2 separate regions of the Sus scrofa genome follow, and region 1 is linked to region 2. A link is a contact called in public HiChIP or PLAC-seq data. All regions are on one chromosome and are shown on one strand. The core of a region is the stretch at or near the end of the contact, and the rest is flanking DNA. Distances in the headings are between cores, read along the strand shown. Region 1 overlaps MAP4K4 (mitogen-activated protein kinase kinase kinase kinase 4). Region 2 overlaps RFX8 (DNA-binding protein RFX8).

Region 1 (6,068 bases), core at 1,626-4,125, 310 kb after region 2:
GTGTCAGTTTTGTTATTTTTCTGTTGGAGTTTTTATTCTGGAACTGATTGACCTCATGAGATGGACGTTGACTGATTTTAAAGAACATGCCATTCCTTCCTCTGACCCTATCCTGCAGCCTCCATTTTGCTCTAGAAGCTTCCCTGCAGAGTTGTGTTCACTGCTGTTTGGCTGAATGGTCAGTGAATTTAATTTGTATAACTTTGCATGCATCTCCTTGAGTCAGAGAAGTTAATTTGGTTAATTCAGCTCAGTGTGGTACTGAAAAATACTCTGAGATGTCCCTGGGATTTGCCAAGTCCCAAAGGTGATCTGTTCCCCTTTTTCTGTCAGTTCAAAGTCTCATAGAGAAGGGCTCCATAATAGTTACTGAAACAGACCCACAAACTTTTTTTTTTTAACGGCTAATTTCATTCTAAGCATATACACGTTTACACATTTTGGTGATGTACTCTGCCAGAGAGACTTGCACATCTCTCCTGTCTCATGCATTAGTTTTCCTCCTTCCAGCAAAACCTGAGTGAACTGTGAACTGCCCTTCCTTATTGTATTGAGCTGGTGATGGGAGCAGGCTTAGTTTTTGAAGGAGGGTGATTAGCTTGGAACCCTGCCCGACCCTCTTGGATCCTTCGGGTCAGTGTGTCTGAAGTTTGTCTTCACAGAGTTACTCCCATCAGTGGGAGGAGAGAGAACTTAGCTAACAAGAGAGTTGAAACGACAATTTAAGGAATCATTAAAAACAACCCACTAATCCCAGGCATGGCTCTGTGCTCAGAGTGTGGAGTGGGTAGGTCTGGTCACATGACACGTAAACCACAGGCGCTTCTGAAGGTTACCCTGATTCAGCTGTGCTCCCACCCATTCTCTAGCCTCCCGGGAACACTCCTCAGTCCTGGCCTAGCCTACAAAGACCTTTTCTGTGGGAGTTCGAGCCCACTGGGGAGAAGCCAGGATGCTAGTTGGCGTCAGCTGTGTGAAATCACCACGTGGGGGTCCTGCCTTCCTCCCAGATGTCCCCTCTCCTCTCTCAGTGACCCTTAATTTTGTTTGCATCTGTGCATGACCCTGGCCCCCTCATGAAGAGAGTGAAGGGTAGAGGCCTTTGGCTTCTGCCAGGACCCTTGGAGATCTCCCTTTCTCATGGAGCTCTGCCAATTCCGCTTTCTTTTCAAATGTGGAATCTGTCATTGTTTATAAAATCAGTTAGCCTGCCCGGAGTCTGTTTTCTGCTCTGCCTTCTTGGGAGAAGTGAGGCCTCTGTTCGTGGCGGTGATGTGTGTAATTAAATGCTGGAATGAGCCATCAAACTTGTTTTTAACCAGTGACCAAAGGGAGATTTGAACTTAGAAGTTGTTTCATCACTACATTAGACACAAGATGTAAAACATGGTACCGTAAGCATCAGGCATGACTAGGATTCCAGGTGCAGTTGGCTCAAAGCTGTTGGCAGAGTCTGCATTTTTGAGACATTTCCTCCAAGGTGGGCCCTTGTAATTAGACAGTGAGTGGTCCCAGGCGCCTTTTTACTTTCTACACTGTGCAGTAGCTGTCTATTTTAAAATCAGAGAAGCAAGAGAAGGGATGTTTCCAAGTGCACATATAATGCTTCTCCTAAAATAGCGATTGGATAGGATGCTGTGCTTTCCCTCAGTATCTGTAGTTCACTTCTGTCTGCTTCCAGGGTTTGACTGCTTAAGACCCCAGAAAACTCTGGCAAGTCCTGTTGATCTGATTCCTATAGTTGTGGAAAATATTTGGATGTTTCAGTCATATTAGAAAAGCTTGCTGAACATGATTGTATTAAAGCTGTTCTTACGTCTTAGTTCATTGATGCTAACACGCAGCCCAGGTTCGAAGATGTTGCAGTGTGTGTCCGTGGTCGATAGTAACAGTTTCATTAGTGAAGTGACTGGGTGTCTGTCCAGCAGCATCTCAGATTCGGGGAGATGCACCCAGCCGCGATGATCTGCCAGTGGTATCACCAGTGTGTGTGTTAAGTGCTTTTCACACCAGCAGGTGTGAATGCAAACCTATAAGAATTTTCAATGTGTATGTGAGGATTTAACTCGTGGGCTCTGAAAACATCAGGTGCCTGTGGAGTGGAAGCTCTTGGTTGTTCTTTCTGATGTTTTTTTGAGGGGGGGGCACTGTGCCCGCAGCATGTGGAAGTTCCTAGGCCAGGGATCGAACCCGTGCTACAGCAGCAGCCTGAGCTGCTAAAGTGATTATGCTGGATCCTTAACCCGCTGCACCACCAAGGAACTTCTGCTTGTTCTTAAATAGAGTGATGAATAGTTAGATCTTGAAAGATACTGGTTTATGTCACTAGGAGAAAAAAATATGTCAAGACCCTTAATTATTGCTCAGGAAGCTTCTCGTGGGAGAACTGTAGGGAGCATTTGCTTTCTGTCAAGAAGGGCAACCTAGGGCAGAACATCTCCGGATACTGTGGCCAGCAGGGTCGGAGGGAGGGAGGGGGGTTAGGGACAGAGCCATCAAGGCTGAGCTGCGGGGAAGGGAGGGGCTGCTCTTAAGAGAAACAAAATTAAAATCTGTCGTGTTTTGATTTTTTTCCCTATTCTCATTCAGTATTGATCTTTTGTTTTTGTGTAATCTTTGTATCTCAGATCCTTATAGGTTTACTGGTTTGGGGTAAAGCGGAAAAAAAAATCAGACCTTTAGCTCATTTTCTAATCTGGAGCCCAGGTTCCGGGAGTGAGGGAGTGGCATGGCCTGTCTTTGCAGCAGGAGCGAGGCTGTGGTCACACCTGTGGTCACGCTGTGGTCACACCACACGGTCATTTCTGTTAGGAGCCGGCAGAGCAGTCTCTCCTCAAGCCCCACTGGGGTGTCCTGCCCAGGAGCCCAGAGACTGTCGGGGGTGAGCAGTTCCACAGGCCTTTGTGGCAAGTTGTGGTCCCTCCCAGCCGGGCGTGCACGTGTGAGCTCACGCTAAAGCTGTGGGTGGGTGGGCTTCCTGTTCCTAGTTCTGCTTGGGGCTCGATGCCTTGTGCCTGACACGAGTGTAAGTTGTCTTTTTCTGCTTTATAGCATCAGGTCCCTTTGAAGAAGGGTCCCAAGTAGAGGTGTGTGATTCTCGGGCTTTGTTTAGAATTAAGATAGTTACCCTAGTCGTCCAGCCTCTCATTTTTCATTACCACCGTAAAAGTGGCCATGTATCAACCACAGATTGAAACGAAACGCATTTGGTGTGATGTTCATGCATGTGGTGTTTGATTGAGGATTATGACACAGACTATTGCTAGAACTTGGCCATGTGACTCTGCTCTGTCTTTGTGGAGTCACATGACAGCCCTGCCAGTCACCACTGTGCTGTTATATTCTAGTACTCCGGTCTCCAGGCCAAGCTGGAAGCCACTGCCGTGAGAATCACTGGTGTAAGATGATTGATGTGTATGTGGTTTCTAAGGTGGTTACGTCCAACTGAAAGTTCTGTTTTAAAAAAAGACATTTTCTTTTTTCATTCAAGCTCATTGTTAATATCTGGGAACCTCTGATTGCCTGCGGAGAAAATAAAATCATGCATGTCATTAAAAAAACCACATGTTTTATTTGTGTTTTTTCTGAAGGATGAAGAGGAAGAAATCAAACTGGAGATAAATATGCTGAAGAAATATTCTCATCATAGAAATATTGCAACATATTACGGTGCTTTTATTAAAAAGAGCCCCCCTGGACATGATGACCAGCTCTGGGTAGGCAGATGTTTCCTCACATCTCGTGGAGTGGATTTCCTCTTCGATTGTATTAAAAGGGTATTAAGGACCTTCAGGGGGCGGGGAGGAGCAAAGAAAAAGGGATAAAATATGGTATCTTCCTTGGCCTTAGGGTAGAAGGTGTCCTGAATATTTATTTTGAAGTTGATTTCACATTGCATGGAAGAGGTAACTTTGTGTTTCAGGAATCAAATGGCACGTTAAAAAAGTAACGAAGTAGCAAGTAAATTAAGAGCTTGAAAATAAAAGCCATATAATAAAAACTTTATGGAAATTAATCAGTATGGAATCTCAACTAAATGCATCTTTACTACATGGGAATAGGAGACAAATTGCAAGAAAATAATAATAAATTCAGTAATTTATTAATAACATTAATGATAATAGTTACTTCAGAACAGTGAATTTCCAGGAAATTTATAAAATTGACACAGTCAAAACCTTATCTCCTATTGGACATGTTTATATTCAAGATGGTGACACTGAGATAGTGTCAGATCTGTCGTTATCCCATTAGTTATGGCAGAGGTACTGGACTTAAAGAGCAGGTAGATTAATGCTCCCTCTAATTTCTACAAAAGCTATTAGAGGAGTTCCTGCTGTGACACAGTGGGTTAAAAATCCGACTGCAGTGGCTCAGGCGGCTGAGGAGGCTTGGGTTCGATCCCTGGCCTGGTGTGGTGGGCTAAAGGATCTAGCATTGCCACAGCTGCGGTATAATTGCTGCAGCTTGGATTCAGTTCCTGGCCTGGGAACATCCATATGCCCTGGGTGTTAACCATCAAAAAAAAAAAGCTATTAGAGAAAATTTGCAAAATTCAGAAAGTAAAAGGGAAACAGTTACCTTTACATCCATTGCCTATATCCAAACATAATTAAAATTTTAGAATAGTTCGTTATCTAAGTCCCTTAATACAACTTGTGTTCATATTGTTCAGACATTAAGATAAGGTCTTAAAAAAAATACATGCTGGAGTTCCCGTCGTGGCGCAGTGGTTAACGAATCCGACTGGGAACCATGAGGTTGCGGGTTCGGTCCCTGCCCTTGCTCAGTGGGTTAACGATCCGGCGTGCCGTGAGCTGTGGTGTAGGTTGCAGACGCGGCTCGGATCCCGTGTTGCTGTGGCTCTGGCGTAGGCCGGTTGCTACAGCTCCGATTAGACCCCTAGCCTGGGAACCTCCATATGCTGCGGAAGCGGCCCAAAGAAATAGCAAAAAGACCAAAAAAAAAAAAAAAAAAAAAAAATACATGCTGCTTAAAAACAGCATTTCTCTTTGGTACTAAACCCAGTTAATGTAGAATAGTTCGGGGATTACAGTGTGTGAATAATAGAACATTCTGGACACTGGGGACTGAGAACGCTGGATAGGAAGTATCTGGATCAGATTTCTGATCATGGGCATAGATGAGGAACAAACCGTCTGCCCCTGCTTGAGCTCGGGGGAGGAGGACCCCTCTGCAGGGCTGCGCTGTGGGACACGAGGGACCCCGGGCTCCTGGGTTCCCGTCCCTGCACCCGTCCCTGCAGAAACTGTCGAGGGGCGAGATGAACTGGGTGCCTCCCCAGAGCTCCGGCGAGGGACTGCTAAGTACGGAGGGCGGGGCCAGGGGCCCCGCGCAGGCTGGGATTTGCAAGTTGCAGACCACAGTCCAGGACGTGGTGGCCGAAGTGTGTCTGCTCTCCCTCCAGCTTGTTATGGAGTTCTGCGGGGCCGGGTCCATCACAGACCTCGTGAAGAACACCAAGGGCAACACGCTCAAGGAGGACTGGATTGCCTACATCTCCCGGGAGATCCTGAGGGTAAGCAGGGGGCGTGGCCAGGGCGTTCGTGCATGTTTTTCCTCCTCCGTGTTCCCTGCCCCCTGGGTTGCTGCTCTTTAGATGCTGCTTTGCAGATGATTCTTTTCAGGACAGCCAAGGGTCTGCATCCCTAGCTGACTTTGAGAGCCGAAGCTCCATCGTAGTTTGGACTCTGGCAAATAGTTGAAAGAAATGAGACTTAAATAGGTAGTGGTTGTGGGATTTTTTTGTTTGTTTATTTTTTGCTATTTCCCCAAATTCAAGTTATTAAAAAGAAAGAGTGGAGGGGAGGAGAAACTAACTCTGGTGCTTATGGGACTCCCCTGTCTAAACTTATAAATCACTGTAATGATGCTCAATGCTGGCTTTCAAAATTGTCTTTTGGACTTGGGTGTCAGCTGTTAAAGTCTGTTGCAGTATTTATGAGAAAAAGTTCTAATGTTTAATGTTATTTATAGCCAATTGGAAAGCTGGTTTGTGACCTTAGAGCAAGTTTCTGAACTTAAACTACTGTTTAGGAGCTTCTAGA
Region 2 (5,635 bases), core at 1,260-3,759:
AGAAACTCATGGACTTCAGGAACAAACGAGGGGAGGGAGTGGGGATGGAGTAGGAGTTTGGGATTAGTAGATGCAAACTATTGCATTTGAAGTGGATAAGCAACAAGATCCTGCTGTCTAGCACTGGGAACTATATCTAGTCGCTTATGATGGAACATGATGGAGGATAATGTGAGATAAAGAATATATATGTATATACACACATACACATATGACTGGGTCACTTTGCTGTACAGTAGAAATAGTCAGAATTAAGTAAAATGGAACAAAATAAAAATCATGAAGTTAAAAAATAAAATTAAAAAAAAAAAAAAAAAAAAACTACCACGTGGGGCTACAACAGCCTAGACTCTCTCCAGAGGAAATCACCAGATACAGATAGAAACTTAGGTTACTTAGAATAGAGAAAAGTGACAAACATCCTCAATTTCCAATAAGGAAAATGGTTAAATGAATTCTGGAACACCCAAACAATATTTCACATCCATTTCACAACATGCATTTAGAAATAGCTTCTTTTTTTTTTGGCCACACCCATGACACTCGAAAGTTCTCGGGGCCAGAGATCGAACCAGGGACAACGCCAGATCCTTAATTCACTGAGTCACACAGGAACTCTCACTTAGAAACATTTTAGGGTGAAAATGTTTACGATATTCTAAACGAAGATAGTTATGTATTTAACAACAAAAATGAGCGTCCTTTGGGTGCTTCCTATTTGCCAGGACTGTGCAATTCTCTTGATATATATTTTCTCATTAATTTCCTAAAATCCTCTCATGAAAAACGTACTATTATTAACACTCTGAATATGTTCACTTTACAGATGACAAAGTCGAGGCACAGAATGGTTAAATAACTCGCTCATGGTTACGACATAATTAGTCTAATTCCAGGCTTAGGGCTGTCTGTCTATCCGTCTGTCTGATCATCCACATGGCCATCCATCCACCCACATGTCAATCTTTCAGTCCATCTGTCCATGTGGTGCCAACACAAGAGGACAGGTAGTGATGACGCCAGAGACCGGAGAGCAAAGTGAACTTTGGTAACATTGGGCCCCCTGGGCACTTGTGCCATCAGGCATGCAGCTAAAGTTTGTTTTTAAAACTCCAAAAAGCCCTCAATGCAAATCACCTACCATGAGGTAGAGAGGAGGATGAGGACATGCAAGGGGGTTTCTCGTGGCAAGACCACCCCTTCCCTGAGAAGGGGATGCAGGGCGAGGTGGTCCAGTCACCTCAGGCCCCACAGAAAGGGGTTCACAGCTTGCTGGAAGGACTTACTGGGAGGACCCTGCAGTCAGTGTCTGGCACAGGACTCCGGGGAGTGGAGGGGGACAAGTGATGGCTGGCCAGGGGCACTGGCAGGCAGGCAAGGGAGCACGGCAGCTGGCTCTAGCGCATCCGCAGTCTGTTCAGGCCACGTACGGCTGATAGTTTTGGTGGCCAGAAGCTGGCCACGTGTGATGAAGGGCTGACATGTGGGAGAGCCTGGACTCTGCCCAGCAAGGCCCTGGGATGGGCAGCCAGGCTTCGGTGATTCATTTGCCAAGGCCAGGGATGCATGCTAGAATATTCCCTGTGGTGGATCTGCAGAAGCCACCAAAGGCACCAGGGGACAAGGGTCTGCCTGGGTCCCCAAAGCATGAAGCTGTGCAGTGGAAACTTTCCAGCCACTTTTACCTCCTACTCCTGGGGAGTGGGGGCAACCAATACCCAGTGGGGTGGTGGGAGAAGGGTGAGGGACAAAGAACGGGCCCCTGCGCCTGGTTCTCGGCTGGCAAGAAACCTTGCTTTAGACCTAGCTCAGAGTCTGGATGTCCTATCAGGCTGGACATGCTAAGCATCAGACATACTGTCTAGCAAACAAGAATAACCACAGGGCTTTGCATCACTCCAGGATTTCTAGAGAGTCAGGCTGCTGCTCAGATGCTCAGTCAAGAGGGAGGAAGAACCACCCAGTAAGCAGGACTGAAGGGACGTGGGAAACAAACAGAGAGGCCACTGTGATCGCTCCTCCACTCCTGCTTCCCACGTGTGTGCCTGGGCAGGGGGCCTGCCAATGAACCACACGTGTCGCTGCATCTCGGACAGTGGGGCCACAGCCGGCATTCATTTTCTTCTTTGATACACTTTTCTCCACTTCCCACATTTTCTATAAAGGGAATGTGTTATTTTATCATCAGAAACACATTGGGAAATGTTACTTTAAAAAAAGGAAGTCAGCATTTTAGAAATTCCCTCATCCATGGAAGCTACCTCCTGCCGGGGGAGGGCGATGACCGTCGCATGCCCAGGACTGCCAAGCAGAGCAAGAAACACCCCAACATCTGCACAGGAACTCAGTGTGGAATCTGGAATCTACCCCATTCCCAGGGGAGGAGGCAGGAAATGAGAAGTGGGTATTTTGTTGTTTCTCCTGTAAACACGCTTTGGGATCACATCCTTTTCCCCTTCCTGTCTCTTCTCCATTTAGTCACGGATTGAGCAGCACAGGGTCCCTTCCCAACGCCAGCGCTGCTGAAACGGCTCATTCTTTGAGCAAATTCCCCGTGAGGACTGAAAGCCAGTACCTCAGTGTCTTGGGGCGGGGGGGAATGGATTCCCAGGGAAGAAGGAACATCAAAAACGCTAAACAAATGCCCATTGTCACACACTGGAGGCTCTTTTTAACTCTTTCTTCGAACCCTCTGCCCCAGGACTGCCCCGGAAAGGAAACCACTTATGAGAAAAATCTAAGAGAGGTTTTGAAAAAGAGCCTTTGATTTCTTTACAAAGGAAGCAGGGAGAGCCAAAACATGTCAAATTAAAGGCACCCCCTTCCATGGGATAAGGCTGCCAGATAAGGAAGGCGCTGCAGGGCCAGGCTACCCAGGATGAGCAGAGCCTGGGAGGGAGTGTCCCAGGATACGGAGTGACGACAGGGGGAAATGTGGGCTGAATGATAAGACAGCCGAGGAATTCCTGGCTGCTTGGAAAACCTCACCCACAGACACCCAGCGAGCTCCAGAGCCTAAGGCCTGGCACGTGGCTTTCCTGCTCCTGATTTACTGCATGAGGATAAGAGACATGCTTTCCAACAGGCGAGCCTCTGCAGGCTGAGAAGGCGGGGGACTGGAAGAGTCTAGAAGATACTGCAGGTCAGCGCTAAGAAGCTGGAACAGAGGAAGTAGGGAACAGTCTCTCTTGGGTCCCAGCTGGACCGAGGATGACAACAATCTGACGACAAGGACAGTAGTTTGTACTGACATAGGGTGTTTCACAGTTTACCAAGCTGTTTTGGGAGGGCTAGCCTAATTTTAAATCCTGCGGAAGAAAAAAAAATACTTGAGGGTGACACATGCACCCGTACATTCATTGCAGTCCCATTCGCAATAGCCAAGACATGGAAACAACCTAAATGTCCATTGACAGATGAAGAGGTGGTGTATGTACACAATGGAATACTACTCAGCCATAAAAAAGAACAAAATAATGCCATTTGCAGCAACATGAATGTATACATCTATGTGTGACTGGGTCACATTGCTGTACAGTAGAAAATTGTCAGAGCATTATAAACTAACTATAATGGAAAAAATAAAAATCGTTAATAAAAATAAATATTTGCTTTTGCTTGACCACAAGCTTAAAATGAAACCAGCAGAGAGGGACATGGAAGGATAATAGTCAAAAGTAGCCCCCCAAATTACAAAATGAAAACAAGAGCCCCATCCTCTGAGCCCTCCTGAGATTCTGGGTTGGACCCTTGGGGACCCCACCTTTTAAAAGAAACACCAATAAATTGGAGTCTTGAGACCAGTGGGCAGGAAGGTGACCAATGGGGAGCCTGCATTCAGCAGAAGAGGGAAGCAGAGAGGTAATTGTTTTGAATATTTGAGCAGCTGTCATGTTGGAAGATTCTGCTACATATTTTATGGTTATCAAAAGTACAGAGTTTCTACTAAGGATCGTGTTTCAGGGGAGAGGATTTTGGCTAGAGGAATGGGCCTCACAATGCCAGTGTTTTGGGAACATATTTGTGAGGTAGGCTGGGACCTGGGACCTGGGACCCTTTGCTGTAGTAGCTGCAGTGCTTTGCACCTGGACTAACATCTCCTTCAGCAACAAAATGCAAAGAAACCATAAGAGACTAAAAGTAACTATGTAGCAGTTGGGGCCAATTATGGGCAAGAAGATACAAAAAAACCTAAAACCCCAACTGCCACTTCTGAAGAGCCAGAGCAAAAGCAGGGTGTCCCAGCAAAAAGCAGGTACTACGCATGCCCCCTGCACCACCAAAGGGGTGGGCAGATCACCTAAGCCAACCCTCTGGCCTGACCCCTGGGCCCACCTCAAATGAAGAACCAGCCTCAAATGAAGAGCCAGCTACTCACTCCCCAACCAGGGAGCAAGCAAGGGAAACTGTTACTTGTTTTCTCTCCCCGCTGCTGCATTAGGGGTCCCAATAAAGCCTTGCCTGAATTCTCTTGTCTGGCCTCTTATCAATTTCCGCGAAGAAAGCCAGGAGTCCCAGACGGTAACTTCGATCCACAGAACTGCTGGCAGGAGGGCAACACAGAACCACCACTTCAGAAAACGACTTGGCCTCATCCCCAGACATCACAGTCACACACACCCCTGTCAGTCTACAAGTTCAGCCCTGGACACGCATGCCCAAGAGCACTTCCACGTGCAGGCCAGACAGACACACACGGATGTTCACAACAGCAAAATCTGGAAACGGCCCGGGGCTCATCAGTGGGAGATGAGCGTGCCATATATGACACAAGTCAAGTGGATGTAGGTGAATCTGTTGCAGGAAGGGGGACCCCTTCCAGGGTCCGAGCATGGGGTCTTGGTCTAACACTTGGAAATGAACTGTTGGAGGAGACACACATGCTGTCAAAGCAAGAGGCTTTATTGGGAAGGGGGCCTGGGTGGAGAGCAGCACGGAGAGGGAACCAGGGGAAGTGCTCTGCCCTGTGGCTCGCAGTCTCAGCTTTTACATGAATGGGGTTCGTTTCTGGGTTGTCTGTGGCCAATCGTCTTGCTTGGCCCATATTTGGTCTGGTCCCGGGTCCTTCCTGGTGGCGCGCGCATCTCTCAGCCAAGATGGATTCCAGCGCCAAGGATCCTGGGAAGTTGGTGGGCTCTTCCCTCCTATGGGCCCCGCCCACACCCTCCCGGTTAGTCTTTAGGGCAGCCTCATGCTCCTAATTGGGGTCTCCTGCTGTGAGTCAGCTCATGCAAGCAGCTGCTGTCCTGCCTGGCCAAGGTGGGCAGTTTGGGTTACCAGTTCCCTAACAAACCTAATGTCATGGTAAGTGGAAAGGGTCCCCAAAGATGACAAATGACATGATACTCCTTTTCAAAAAGTCAAGCCGCAAAAATAAAAAATATGCTTTTTCAAAGAAACACATTATATAAAATAAATCGGAGAAAACCAAGTATGATATGATCTCGCTTAAGAGTGGAATCTAAATAATCACCACCACAACAAAACAAAACCTCCAAACTCACTGGTACAGGGGACAGACTGCTGGCTGCCAGAGGTTGGGGAATGGGGAGGGGGGGGCAAAGTGGGTGAAGGTGGTCAAAAGCAAAAAAAAAAAAAAAAAAAAAAAAAAGACATACAAAAGCACTAAGATGCA

What was found. HiChIP or PLAC-seq counts read pairs in DNA pulled down with a chosen protein or histone mark.
Region 1: an H3K27ac HiChIP or PLAC-seq map of alveolar macrophages shows a contact between it and region 2. The contact joins two enhancer-like sites. A contact is called at or near these places in 2 of 47 Hi-C or Micro-C datasets (embryonic fibroblasts and epiblast stem cells) and 2 of 2 datasets of contacts at active chromatin or transcription factors (alveolar macrophages and skeletal muscle).

Annotation. Positions count from the first base shown.
Region 1 is chr3:52,544,793-52,550,860 of Sscrofa11.1, reverse strand. MAP4K4 (mitogen-activated protein kinase kinase kinase kinase 4) reads left to right here. Exons shown (of 29, transcript XM_021087163.1): 4 at 3,591-3,716; 5 at 5,429-5,539. Among named protein-coding and RNA genes, the nearest start is that of MAP4K4, 100 kb to the left of the region's middle. Within about 2 kb of position 2,875, at least 14 of the 83 cell types and tissues checked have an H3K27ac peak or open chromatin away from gene starts, as enhancers often do. A contact at or near this core is called in alveolar macrophages, where this site is marked.
Region 2 is chr3:52,852,980-52,858,614 of Sscrofa11.1, reverse strand. The region is part of intron 2 of RFX8 (DNA-binding protein RFX8); the gene reads right to left. Among named protein-coding and RNA genes, the nearest start is that of RFX8, 15 kb to the right of the region's middle. Within about 2 kb of position 2,509, at least 15 of the 83 cell types and tissues checked have an H3K27ac peak or open chromatin away from gene starts, as enhancers often do. A contact at or near this core is called in alveolar macrophages, where this site is marked.